Linked DNA regions of Sus scrofa: region 1 is linked to region 2. The links are chromatin contacts, called in public Hi-C maps. All regions are on one chromosome and are shown on one strand. Each heading gives the region's core, a stretch centred on a gene start, on an enhancer-like site or on the middle of the called end of the contact. The rest is flanking DNA. Distances are from core to core; before and after follow the strand shown. Region 1 overlaps CD6 (T-cell differentiation antigen CD6). Region 2 overlaps CD5 (CD5 molecule).

Region 1 (6,594 bases), core at 2,233-4,732, 120 kb before region 2:
TAGATCTAAAAAACTAGCTTATAAACAAAATGAATGTTAAGTTCTCTTAAGTAGTCTCATTATGTTTAGAGACATTGTCGAATTCTCTTAAATTTTTCAGCTTAAAATTTCAACTAGGGTCTATTACTTGATCACAAACATGAGAAACTCTAGTGGACAGAATTTTTTTTTAAGTTTTATTTTATTTTTATTAGAGTATAGTTGATCGACAGTCTTGCAACAATTTCTGCTGCACAGCACAGTGACCCAATCATACATACATATACACACATTCTTTTTCTCATATTATCTTCCATCATGTTCTATCCCAAGAGACTGGATCTGGTTCCCTGTGCTGTACAGCAAGACCTCCTTGCTTTTCTATTCTAAATGTAATAGTTTGCATCTACCAGCCCCAAACTCCCAGTCCATCCCGCTCCCTCCCCCGGCCAAAGTTCTTAAACATGACAATACAGGACTTTAAACACAAACACACCGGACTTGAACCAACTTAGCAAAAAGGGGCAAATACTGTGGGTGTTTGTTTATTTCATCACCTCTGTTGTTAAAATTCTAATTACCCTGGGCTTTAAAGCCACTTCCCAAGGACAAAAGCATGGTGCCGTTGCAGTAGCGTGGCTGATCCTGAGCAGCTTGGACTTTTCATCTCCGTAGCCCGAGATGAGGACAGCTTTGTTTGTTGCTGTTTTGCCAAAATAGAAGACACAACAACTGTCTCATGCTGCTGGCAGAAAGCCAGTGCCCTCTGATGGGGCTGCTCCCTCAACGCACCATCCAAGTTTTGAATCTTTTCTGTCTCCCTCCAACCCACAGGGTTTTGCCACTTGATTGGATTAAATGAAACAAATGTTTACTATCATTTTTTTTTTTTTAATCTTTCCCACAATCTTCCTGCCTGGCCAGATTCCAGCTCACAGGTACATGAATAGCGTATGGCAGGCAGCTGCCTGTTTCTCCTAGCTTAGTCTGTCTCTCTGGTCACGAGTCAACGACCGGTGGGGACAGTGAGCATGGCCGTCACCATGGTGGTAACAGGGGACAAGGCAGCTTCTAAGGTGCTGGGGCCGGCACGTTGAGCCAAACGTAGATGAGTCCAGAGGGATCTAGAACGAGGGAGAAATGCTGCCTCCTTCATTCAGTCTGCATTTATCAAGGTCTGCTCTGAGCCAGTGTCATTTCTTGTCAGAAGGCTCGAGAATTAAATTGGGCCCCCAGCTGTCTCATCCTGGGGAATAAGCAGGTGGCCCCAGCTAAATCTTCGGGACAGAGGCCTAGAGGGAAGGACCACCCCTGGTATGGGGCCCACCCTCCCCTTGCCTGGACCACCACTAAAACCCATGCCAGGTGCTCCGCCCAGAACGAGCAGACCCCAGTGGGGCTAGAATCCCCAGATCCCTTGCTGTCCCCAAGCACTGTGTTCTCCAGACCCTCTGTCAGAGTTCGCTAAAGCCACCACCCTACCCAACAATTGGCTTAATCCTCTTCCTTGATGTTTTAAAGTGCAAGCACGGGAGTTCCCCTTGTGGTGCAGCAGAAACAAATCTGACTAGGAGCCATGAGGTTGTGGGTTTGATCCCTGGCCTCGTTCAGTGGGTTAAGGATCTGGTGTTGCCATGAGCTGTGGTGTAGTTTACGGACAAGTCTTGGATCCTGCATTGCTGTGGTGTAGGCTGGCAGCTGTAGCTCTGATTCGTCTCCTAGCCTGGGAACCTCCATATGCCTTGGGCACATCCCCAAAAAGCCAAAAAAAAAAAAAAAAAAAAAAAAAGTGCAAGTGCATTTATTTCAGAGAAAATAAAAATTTATCTCTCCACCTCAAAGATAAAGCCATTGTACATCACCGTTGTGGTCGTGATGGTGAAGAATAAAAGCATCATGGAAACAATGATATTCCGTTTAGGTCAGACATGTGGTATTTGGTGCCATGTCAGTGACCACATAGATGTGAGCTTACAAATGTTACACAGCCAGGACCAAGGTCGCACATACACGAATACACAATTTTGAGGCTAACACAATGCTGTTTGCATAACAAACACATTAACCCACAGGACGGCCCCGTTGTGTATGTGAGGAAACCGAGGGTTTGTGAGGCCGAGGCCTGTCTGAAGTCTGGAGCTGTAAGTGCCAGCCCTTGAGCTGCGGTCTCCTGACGGACAGCTCTGTGTTCTTTCCGCAGGAAAAAGTGCCTGGCCTGGCCTCTGGCTGGCTGCCCTCAGGGCTCCCTCTAAGCCTGAGGCCTGTCCCCAAGATGTCATACCCTCCCAGGCTTGCAGCCTCCACGCTGTGTCCAGGGACAGCCCTGAGGTTGTCTCTGGGGTCCTAGGGCCCTGGAAGACCGCTCAGGGACAGATGGGAGCATATGGGCCACCTCCCTCACCAAGGCCCAGCCTTCATGGGTTTGCCGTGCACTCACACTGCCTACCCAGGCCAGGAATGAACCAAGTGAAGTTAAAGAGACACCATGGGAGTGCCCGTTGTGGCTCAGTGGGTTAAGAAGCTGGCTAGTATCCACGAGGATGCGGGTTCGATTCCGGGCCTCGCTCAGCATCTGGCATTGCTGTGGCTGTGGTGTAGGATGGTGGCTATAGCTCCAATTTGACCCTTAGCCTGGGAACTTCCATATGCTGCAGGTGCAGCCCTAAAAAGAAAAAAAGAGAGAGAGAGACATGAGCTAAAGGAAAACTTGTCTGGCAGGGTGTCCAGCTACCCACCTTTATTTAGCACCTGCTGTGTGCCAGGCTCTGTGCTGGCCCTAAGGTATGAGATATAAAGTGTGTGAGGAAGATGGACAAAGAGGGGTGTGCAATCCCGCTGCGGGGACTCACATTCGCCAAGCCCTAGGCATGCTCAGCCTGTCCTACCCTGACACTGGGGCGGTCACCCACATTTTGTAGGTGGAGAAACAGAGAAAGTTCTGTGTTTTGCCCCAGGCTGGTGCTGATGCCGAGGTTCAGTCCACGTCTGTAGATCTCCCCAAACCCGTGTTCTCCACCCCTGGGCTGCCCTGTCTCTAGGAGCTGGGAACCAGAAGAGGGAGGACTTGAGCTTCTTGGAGAGGGGACATCGCTGACCCAGGGGAGCTGGACACAGAGGACACGAAGGTTTTGCGGAGTTCTCATCATGGCTCAGTGGTAATGAACCTGGCTAGGATCCATGACGATGCAGGTTCAGTCCCTGGCCTGGCTCAGGGGGTTAAGGATCCAGTGTTGGTATGAGCTGCAGTGTAGGTTGCAGACGGCTCGGATTCCGTGTTGCTCTGGCTGTGGTGTAGGCTGGCAGCTGCAGCTCTGTTTCGACTCGACCCCTATCCTGGAAACTTCCATATGCCTCGGGTGCGGCCCTGGGAAAAAAAAAAAAAAAAAAAGAAGGCTTTTGCATACAAAAGAAAGATGGCGACATCCTAGGCATGAATTTGTTTTTTTAAAATGAGTGCAGGCAAACTTGGTGACATAGATGTGCTGTGCCGGTATCTACTTCCTGGTTTTGGTCATTTGCTCTGGTTACAGAAAATGTCACCATCGGGGGAAGCTGGGCGCCTGAGATGCGTCTATGCTATCTCTGCAACTCTTTGTGAGTCTATACTTTCAAAAGAAAAAGTTAAAGGGAAAAGAAAAAGGCATTTCAGGCACACGGGCCCACTTGGGCGGAATCAGGAGAGCAAGGTGAACCCCTATGGCCTGAGGGGTGGGTGGGGCCCCAGTTCCCAAGGGCACTGGGCTCCAGGCTCTTTTCTTTCTGCTGGCTCATCCTGCTGTGTCGTGAGGTTGCAGTGAGTGCACCAGGCACAGAGACAGGCCCACTGAAGGCCCAGGCAAACCACTTAGGTTTAGCTTGGCCAGGCCAACCAGGCGACACTTTGAAAGTTCATAAACATTTCTTCGGCTCATCACAGCCCTCTGAAGTGTGATTTTTTTTTTTTAGCCCCATTTTACTGATTGAGGCTCAGAGAGGTGAAGTGACTTTTCCTAGGCACAGTTAGGAGACTGCTAAAAGATAAACTGAGGCATATTACAATTTTTATTTTATTATCATTATTTTTTCTTTGAATGGTCACACCTATAGCATATGGAAGTTCCCAGGCTAGGGTTCGAATCAGAGCTGCAGCGGCCGCCCTAGGCCAGAGCCTTCACAACACCAGATCCAAGCCACATCTGTGACCTACACCAGCTCCTTAGGCGACGCTGGATCCTTAACCCACTGAGAGAGACCAGGGATCATACCTGCATCCTCATGTGTACTAGTCAGGTTCTTAAGCTGCTGAGCCACAACGGGAACCCGGAAATTTTCAAGGGGGCAAACATGGATTCGAATCAGCAGCATACAATCTATCAGGTAGAAAGAACGGATGCAAAGGGAGGGGTTTATAAGCAGAAGGTGGTGGGAGCAATGAAGTTACACCAGGCAGAAAAGCTGGTTATGGCAAAGTTACTCTCTTTTAGGGTCTATCAGGCAAAGGACCTAATTCATGCTGGTCAGCAGATTCCTAATTGGCTGGTTTAAACTGCCATTTCTGGAAGAGCCAAAACCATAATTAAATCTTAAGTTCGATGACGTGAAGCTTAGCATAAGCAACTCCATTTGGGGCCTGTCGGCTTGTGTTTTAACAAGGCTCACAGACAACTATAGGCATCAGATCTTTAACTAGACTTTATGCCTCCAAATCCATGATGTTTCCCAGCCCTGGAAAATGGACAGTGTTTGGGACAGTGTTTGGGACATCTCCCACCTCCAAGGTCCCCGTTTTCCGGGGAGTTTTCACCTCATCCACCCGTAGCTGGGCTGTCACGGAACCTGGGTAGAAAAGAACCTTGAAGGTACTCATGGGTCAGAAGCTACTTCCTGGCCAAGCTTCCACTCTGAGCCTCAGTTCCCCCAGGCGTGGGGAACTTCCTCTTTGTAGCAACTTCCAAGCCCAGGGCTGGGATGAAGCTCCGTGAGCTGTTGGCTGTGAAGTGCTTGGGGAAATGCAGGGCTCCTCAGGTGCCAAAGCCCCAAGGTCAGTCCCTAGTGCTGTTGGGCCAGCGACCAGGACAGGAGCTCTTGAGGACAGTGGAGGGAAGCCCGGGTTTCTGCCCACCACTCTGTAAACTATTGCGGCTTGACTGTCTTGGCTATAAAGTGGCAGCAGAAAGGGCCTCCAAGAGGCCAGCCTGGGCAGAGAGGCAGGGCTGAAGGCCGTGGGGGCTTGGGAGATGCTAGCTTGGGGTACCATAATGGGAAAAGACCCCCTTACTTTCTCCTGCAAAGGGGGTGCCCCTGGGTCTCCACTGTGCATGGGGAGGGGCAGAGCTCATTAGAAGTTCCGACCTAGGAGAGTTTAGCTAGTTACAGACCCAACTACTATCCACAAGGATGCGGGTTTGATCCCTAGCCTCGATCAGTGGGTTAAGGACCTGGTGTTGCCATGAGCTGTGGTGTAGTTTGCAGACACGGCTGGGATCCAGTGTTGCTGCGGCTGTGATGTAGGCCGGCAGCTGCAGCTCGGATTTGACTGCTAGCCTGGGAATTTCCATATACCGCAGGTATGGCTCTGAAAGGCAAAAAAAAAAAAAAAAAAAAAAAAAGAAGAAGAAGAAATTCTGATCTATATGTTTCCAGGCCACCCCCTGACCACTCCATCATGACCCTGAGCTGGGCTGGGCTCTCAGGGCAGACCAGCAGAACCCAGGGAGTCCGTACCCAGAGGATGGGGTACTAGGCTGTGTGGGGACACAGGCTGTGTGAGGGAGTGAGCACCTCAAACCTGAGAGCTTCTCAGGGTGTCTTGGGGATCCCATCTGAGTGCCCCCCTTCCAGTTTGGAAGTCACCTGCTACTGAGCCCTGAGCCAGGGTGCAGGCAGAGGTGAAGCCACTGTGTCCTGAAGCCGATGTGTTCAAAGCCAAGCCAGGCCATCTTGCACAAGCACAGAGTGATGCTAGGAAAGCCAGAGCCACACAGCCAGTTGCCGACAGAACTGGGACCAGAGTTGCTTTCTGGTCACTGACCAACCCACCTCCACCAGCTGACTGTCCCTAAACGGGGCATGGGGGAAATTTTTTCTCTCCACTACGGTATAATTTTTTGCTGGGGTGTTCGTCTCTTCCAGGAGGGGTGCCCGGGAGTGGGGCCAGGGCCAGGGCAGAGGTGGAGAAGCATGTCCCGGACAGGGAGGAGCCTTACTCCCCATTCTGCTCAACGAGATCTGTCTTCCTCTCCTTCCTTGGGCTAAACCAGAGTAAACACACCTGCCAAATGAATCGAGCCCTTTGGAGAGGATTCTAGAAATAGCACAACAGTATTTGAGCTGCAAGTCTCCGTCCCCAGAGGGCTGCCAGTCCCCTCCATCTACCCATTTGTCAGAGGAGGAAACTGAGGTACAGAGTGGGGAGCCATGCGCCCAAGGTCACGGAGCAGGAGGAGAAGCCAGGTCTGCAGGCTCTTCCCTGGGTCCCTCCCCGACATCACCCAGAGGCCGAGGGCGCCCTTAGCTCCCTGCCTCGAGGTGGAGACGGCAGGGGAGGGCTGTGGTCCCTTATGGTCTGAGGTGACCTGAGATGAACACAGCCGACCCTGGGCTCCGAGATGGCAGCTTTGAGAAGGCGAGGAGCTG
Region 2 (6,184 bases), core at 935-3,434:
CCGTAAGTGCCACTTCAAGCTCCTCAGCCCTCGGAGCTTAGCCAAAGAAATGACTCCCTAAGGGTGGACAGCGCCATTCACCATGGGGAACTGGGACCAGAGGAGGGTGGGCATGAGAGGTCAGGGGTGAGAGGTGAGGGAAGGGCAAAGGGCCTCCTGCCTTCTCTCTGCATCTCCACCACGTCCTCCTGAGGCTGCCCTACCCATGGCAATACATCAGATGGCTGACAGCTGGCCAACCCCTCCCAACCCAAGCCAGAGCTCTGGCCTCTGCTCTGGGCCTGACACTCCCTCTGCATGAGAAATACCTTCCGCTGCTGAGGCCCAGGACTCCCGGGCCACCATGGCAGCTCTTGCCAAGATGGCTAATACTCACCACTGGTGGCAACTTCATCACAGGGCATCTTGGTGGCGGGTGGGAAGGCAGGCTGGCGGGGTCTGTCTCCCCTTAAAATTCTACCATCAGCTTTAGAACGCTCAGGCACAAATGGGCTTTTTGACACCCAGCCACAATTTCTCAAAATCAACTTAAACACAGGCCTTCACTGTACGAGGCTGTTGCCCCGGCCTGATGGTGTCCCCAGCTCCCAAGTGAGACTCGAGCCCAGGGGGCAAATGGAAACCAGAACATCTGCTCCACGACAGATAAAGCCGGGCAGCAAACACGGAAGGTGGGCTCTGAGGCCACACAAGGGTGCCGCCCCACCCTGTCCCCACCCAGATCAAACCTCCGCCCCAGCCACACATGAGCCGGCCAAGGGCTGCTGTGCCAAGAGGCCGGCCGTGAGCCACCTTGTCCCCGCTCCACAGTCAGAAAGGGCCAGGGAGAGGTGGAAATTCCCACATGGCCCACATTCCTATTGAAGGGGCTCTGGTAGGAGCCAGACCAGGGGGAGGCCAGTCATGGGCTCCTCCACCAACCAGCCCCTGTGATCTTGGCCGAGGCCCTCTGCCTCTCTGAGATCCGATTTCCTTCTCCAGAATGGGAGCTGTGGACGAGAAATTGCTGTCATTCCTGTCCGACCTTGGGAATTCTAGAAAATCACAAATGCCCCCCTGGGTTCCCATTCTGGCTCACTTAGCCTTCTAGGACCGTGACCTTCAAACATTCTTTGATTGAAAGCAACACTCGGGACATTTTTACTTTGCCAGCCAATGCACAGAAAAATGAGCTTTATCCTCACAAAACACAATGCATTCTGACATCCTCTATTCTAGTCCATTTCATTTTTTTTTTAATTGATAGTTGGGGAGTTCCTGCTGGGGCTCAGCAAGTTAAGGACCCAACGTTGTCTCTGTGAGGATGCAGATTCTATTCCTGGCCTCCCTCAATGGGTTAAAGATCTGGTGTTGCCGCAAGTTGCGGCGTAGGTCACAGAGGCAGCTCAGATCTGACGTTACTGTGGCTGTGGCGTAGGCCAGCAGCTGCACCTTCAATTTGACCCATAGCCCAGCACCTTCCGTATGTGGTGGGTGGGATCATAAAAAGATTGATGGTTGCAGGATTACATCATTTTTAAAAACTGATGGCTGCAATGTTGCATATGATTACGAAAGGATAGCATGAGGAAAACGGGGTGGGGGGTGATGGGACTGTTGTACGCCTTGTTACAGGGATTATGCAGATCCCTGTATGTGTCAAAAGTTGTATAACTGTGCACTAAAAAAAGAAAACCAGGGAGTTCCGGTCGTGGCTCAGTGTTTAGCAATCCGACTAGGAACCATGAGGTTGCGGGTTCGATCCCTGGCCTCGCTCAGTGGATTGAGGATCTGGCGTTGCCGTGAGCTGTGGTGTAGGTCGCAGACGTGGCTCGGATCCCGCACTGCTGTGGCTCTGGCGTAGGCCGGTGGCTACAGCTCCGATTCAACCCCTAGCCTGGGAAGCTCCATATGCCTCGGGAAGTGGCCCTAGAAAAGGCAAAAAGAAAAAGAAAATCAGTTTTATCACATGTTCATTTCAAAAGCAAGGTTTTAAAACAAGAAAGAACATTGATGGTTGCAACCCACTACATTGATTTCATGACCCACCGAGGGGTTACGACCTGTAGCATGAAAATCCCGGCCCCTGAACCCCATGATGGTGGCAGGAGGCAGAAAAGGCCATTGATCAGGCTGTGGGCAGAAGGGGGGGAGAAGGGAGCGGGCCATAGACTTCACTTCCTGACCCTCCTCTCTCCTTCCCGCAGTCATTTCCTGCCTCAGAGGCCTCGGAGGGCTCAACTTGGAGGACTCAGGTAAGGAGGAGCCACGTGGAGGGGGCGTTGGGGAGCAGGGTGGCGTCCCACCAGGCTGTAGGGGACCTGTCATCCCTTTGTCAGCGTGAATCCCATCCTACAGAGAGAGAAAAAACCCTTTTGCGTGTGTACGTGCACATGCTCGCGTGCGCACACACACACACACACACACACACACACACACACACTCACACACACTCTTAAGAGGGCCACTCGCAGATAGACGCCCTAGAACATGCGAGTGCTAGTTCTCATAATAAATATTATTATGACTCACCATGCACAGAAAACACAGCAGCCCATAAACGCCCCTTGCAAAGTCCTGCTTCCTACCCAGTCCTGCCAGTTGCTCCCTGGTCAAGGACATGTGCAACCTCTCTAAGGCTGAGATTGGAAAGGGTGTGAAGTGTCTCGCCTTCGAGGTTGGACTTTAATCTTAGAGGCTAGTGTGTCCCACACAGTGTTCCATGGAACTTGCTAGATGAAGGGTAAGCAATACCACATCACCCAGCCAAGCCTGACAGGGGGCACTGGCCTAGTAAAGGCTCTGAGAAGTCCTGCAATGAGGAACTCTGTTAAGCATTTTCCAGTCTAGCCGTTTTCAGACTCACTTCACCACAGACCTCTCTTTTTCACACTTCCTGAGACAACATCATGCTGCATATTTTTGGGGATACATGTGGCGAGGAGGTCTCGAGAAGCCACTAGGCAAGCAGAAGAGGTCACCGGGGCCTTGGTGGGCCCTGGGCCAGGACCTGGAAACCTGCCATGGCATCCTAGCTCCAAACACTAGAAAGACCGTACCTGCTATATGATTCCACTTATATATACCATTCAAGAACAGGCAAAACTCCTCTCTAGGGACAGAAAGCGGATCAGTGACAGCCTGAGGCTGGATTCTGGGAAGCGGACTGTGAAAGGACAAGAGGGAATTTCCGGGTGATGGGACTAGTCTCAGTCTAGTGTGTGGTGGTGGCTGCAGGCGTGTATACATTTGTCAAATTCCATTGAACTCGTGCCCTTAGAATGAGGGCATTTCCCTGTATGTAAAGTGTACCTCGATCAAATTGATTTTTTTTTTTTTTAATGGATTTGGCCACCTTTCTTTGTTTGCTGCTTTCATTTATTACAGATGCATTTTCCTCCATGTTTTCCGAGATAGAGTGGATGGAATTGATATGGAAATGTTTTCAGCAACGCATTAGATAAAAACAAAGAAAATTTTCTCTATAGGATTCTTTTACAAATAACATTCATTTTTTTTTAACCCTTATTTAACACAAAAGTCATTTCACTGCAGAAAATATTTGGAAATATAGAAATAAAGAAAAAGTGAAAATTATTCATAATCATACAAATAACCATAAAATTACTATTTGGAGGTTTTTTCCTAAAAGTTCTTTTTCTAAAATACAACTATTTGTTTATTTTTTTTTATTATTATTTTTTTTTTATTATTTTCCCACTGTACAGCAAGGGGGTCATGTCATCCTTAGATGTATACATTGCAGTTACAGTTTTTTCCCCCACCCTTTCTTCTGTTGCGACATGAGTATCTAGACATAGTTCTCAATGCTATTCAGCAGGATCTCCTTGTAAATCTATTCTAGGTTGTGTCTGATAAGCCCAAGCTCCCGATCCCTCCCACTCCCTCCCCCTCCCATCAGGCAACCACAAGTCTCTTCTCCAAGTCCATGATTTTCTTCTCTGAGGAGATGTTCATCTGTGCTGGATATTAGATTCCAGTTATAAGTGATATCATATGGTATTTGTCTTTGTCTTTCTGGCTCTTTTTTTTTTTTTTTTTTTGTCTTTTTTTGTTGTTGTTGTTGTTGTTGCTATTTCTTGGGCCGCTCCCGCGGCATATGGAGGTTCCCAGGCTAGGGGTTGAATCGGAGCTGTAGCCACCGGCCTACGCCAGAGCCACAGCAACGCGGGATCCGAGCCGCGTCTGCAACCTACACCACAGCTCACGGCAACGCCGGATCGTTAACCCACTGAGCAAGGGCAGGGACCGAACCCGCAACCTCATGGTTCCTAGTCGGATTCGTTAACCACTGCGCCACGACGGGAACTCCCCAAATTGATTTTAAAGTTAGAGAGAGAGGAGGGAAAAAACCAAAAACAAAAGTAGGTGCTGGGTCTTATCTTGGATCTATGGAAACAAGATTTCCAAAGGTGGGCGAATTTTGCTGGGCCGTGGATGCTGAGAATCCCTTGCTCGCTACTCCAAGTTCCCTGGCTCAAGCCCCATCCTCTTGGGCCTGGTTTCCTAGGTCAGGAGCAGCACCAGCCTGAGTTTCTGCAAAGATCCTCTAGGGCCCCAGAGGACAAAGCTCACAGGAGGAGCCAAGCAGGCAGCCCACGGGCAGAGGGCTCCTCGCTGGGTGTGGGGCCAGGTGGGGAGGGTGCAGGGAGGGGCCCCCGAGAAAGGCTTTTTCTGGCCTGACCCCCATCCTTTTGACCCCCAGGGTTCATGGTGAGACTGAGCGGCTCCAGCTCACGGTGCCAGGGCCAGCTGGAGGTCAACTACAAGAGCACATGGTACACAGTGCACAGCCAGAGCTGGGGCTGGTCCCTGTTCCACCAGGAGGACCCCAGTCAGGCCTCGAAGCTCTGCCAGGACCTGCAATGCGGGCAGCCCTTGATCTTCACTCACTTACAGCCCTTCAGCAGGAGGTGGATCCTAAACCAGATCATCTGCCATGGACAACAGGTGTCCTTCTCCAACTGCAGCTTGACTAAGACAAACCAGGGGGACCCTCTGTCTCTGATCTGCTTAGGTGGGTAATAGCCAGCCCCATGGGTTCCCTGGACCCAGGCACCAGCCCTGACAAGGCTGCCCAGGGCCTGTGATCCAGGACCTGAGCAGGTACGGGAAAAGGGTTTACAAACACCCCCTCAGAACCATATGCTGATGGGGATTGCTGATGGGGTGCTGGCACCTGTCCAGCAGGATAGAAAACATCGAGGAGCTGGTTCTGCCAACTGCTAACTTCATTATCTCTCCTCAGCCTCTATCTTCCGAGCTGTAAAATGGGCTGGTACTGCCCCTGTCGCAGGAGGCTTAGAGACAACATGTGGGTCAAGTGGGCTTAATGGGGCCTGGGGGACCTACATCCTGAGCTCCAGGTCTTTCTCGACACCGCCAATTGCCCCAAACCCACCCCCCACCCCCATACACACACACCCTCACTCTTCCCTGCTCCCTCCCAGGGTCCCCGGCCCCTCCCCAACCAGAATGTCCCTTTGCAGAGCCACCGAGGACGACACCTCCTCCCACGACTTCCCCGCCCACGACTACTCCAGAGCCCACAGGTAAAAGGATGCTGAGGGCCCTGGGGGTGAGGGGTCAGATTTAGCGAATCAAAATGCAGGACGTTCAGTTACATGTAGATTTCAGATAAGCATAGGGGTTCCCGTCGTGGCTCAGTGGGTTACGAACCCAACTAGTAACCATGAGGACGTAGGTTTGATCCCTGGCCTCGCTCAGTGGGTTAAGGATCATTAAGGTGTAGGTTGCAGATGTGGCTCAGGTCCAGCGTTGCTGTGGCCGTGGTGTAGGCCAGTGGCTGTAGCTCCAATTGGACCCTAGCCTGGGAACTTCCATATGCCGCAGGTGTGGCCCAAAAAACAAAACAAAACAAGACAAAACAAAATAAATAAGTAAATTTCAGATAAGCATGAAAAGTTTTAGTGTAAGTATGTTCTAGCCAACATCTCAGACGTCACTGCCTCCCGGAGCTGTCGGCCAGTCAACCACAGTGGACGGAAGGCCCCACAGCTGGTCATCTGCGCTCAGATACTCTCTCTCCTCCCCAGCACCTCCCAGGCTGAGGCTGGTGGCGGGGCCCGGGGGCCTGCGCTGTGCAGGCCTGGTGGAGTTCTACAGGGGCAGCCTGGGTGGCACCATCGGCCTCGAGTCCCATGAGAGGCTTGAGGAGCCCCTG

What was found. A called contact is a pair of places that touch in the nucleus more often than the background predicts.
Region 1: a Hi-C map of blood shows a contact between it and region 2, with 5 times the contacts expected there. The contact joins two enhancer-like sites. A contact is called at or near these places in 1 of 5 promoter capture datasets (fetal liver) and 10 of 47 Hi-C or Micro-C datasets (alveolar macrophages, blood, embryonic fibroblasts and 3 more).

The regions. Positions count from the first base shown.
Region 1 is chr2:10,774,574-10,781,167 of Sscrofa11.1, reverse strand. The region is part of intron 1 of CD6 (T-cell differentiation antigen CD6); the gene reads left to right. Among named protein-coding and RNA genes, the nearest start is that of CD6, 7.7 kb to the left of the region's middle. Within about 2 kb of position 3,482, at least 6 of the 83 cell types and tissues checked have an H3K27ac peak or open chromatin away from gene starts, as enhancers often do.
Region 2 is chr2:10,657,026-10,663,209 of Sscrofa11.1, reverse strand. It overlaps CD5 (CD5 molecule), which reads left to right. Exons shown (of 11, transcript NM_001244800.1): 2 at 2,187-2,234; 3 at 4,706-5,017; 4 at 5,490-5,552; 5 at 6,057-6,184. Among named protein-coding and RNA genes, the nearest start is that of CD5, 13 kb to the left of the region's middle. Within about 2 kb of position 2,184, at least 6 of the 83 cell types and tissues checked have an H3K27ac peak or open chromatin away from gene starts, as enhancers often do.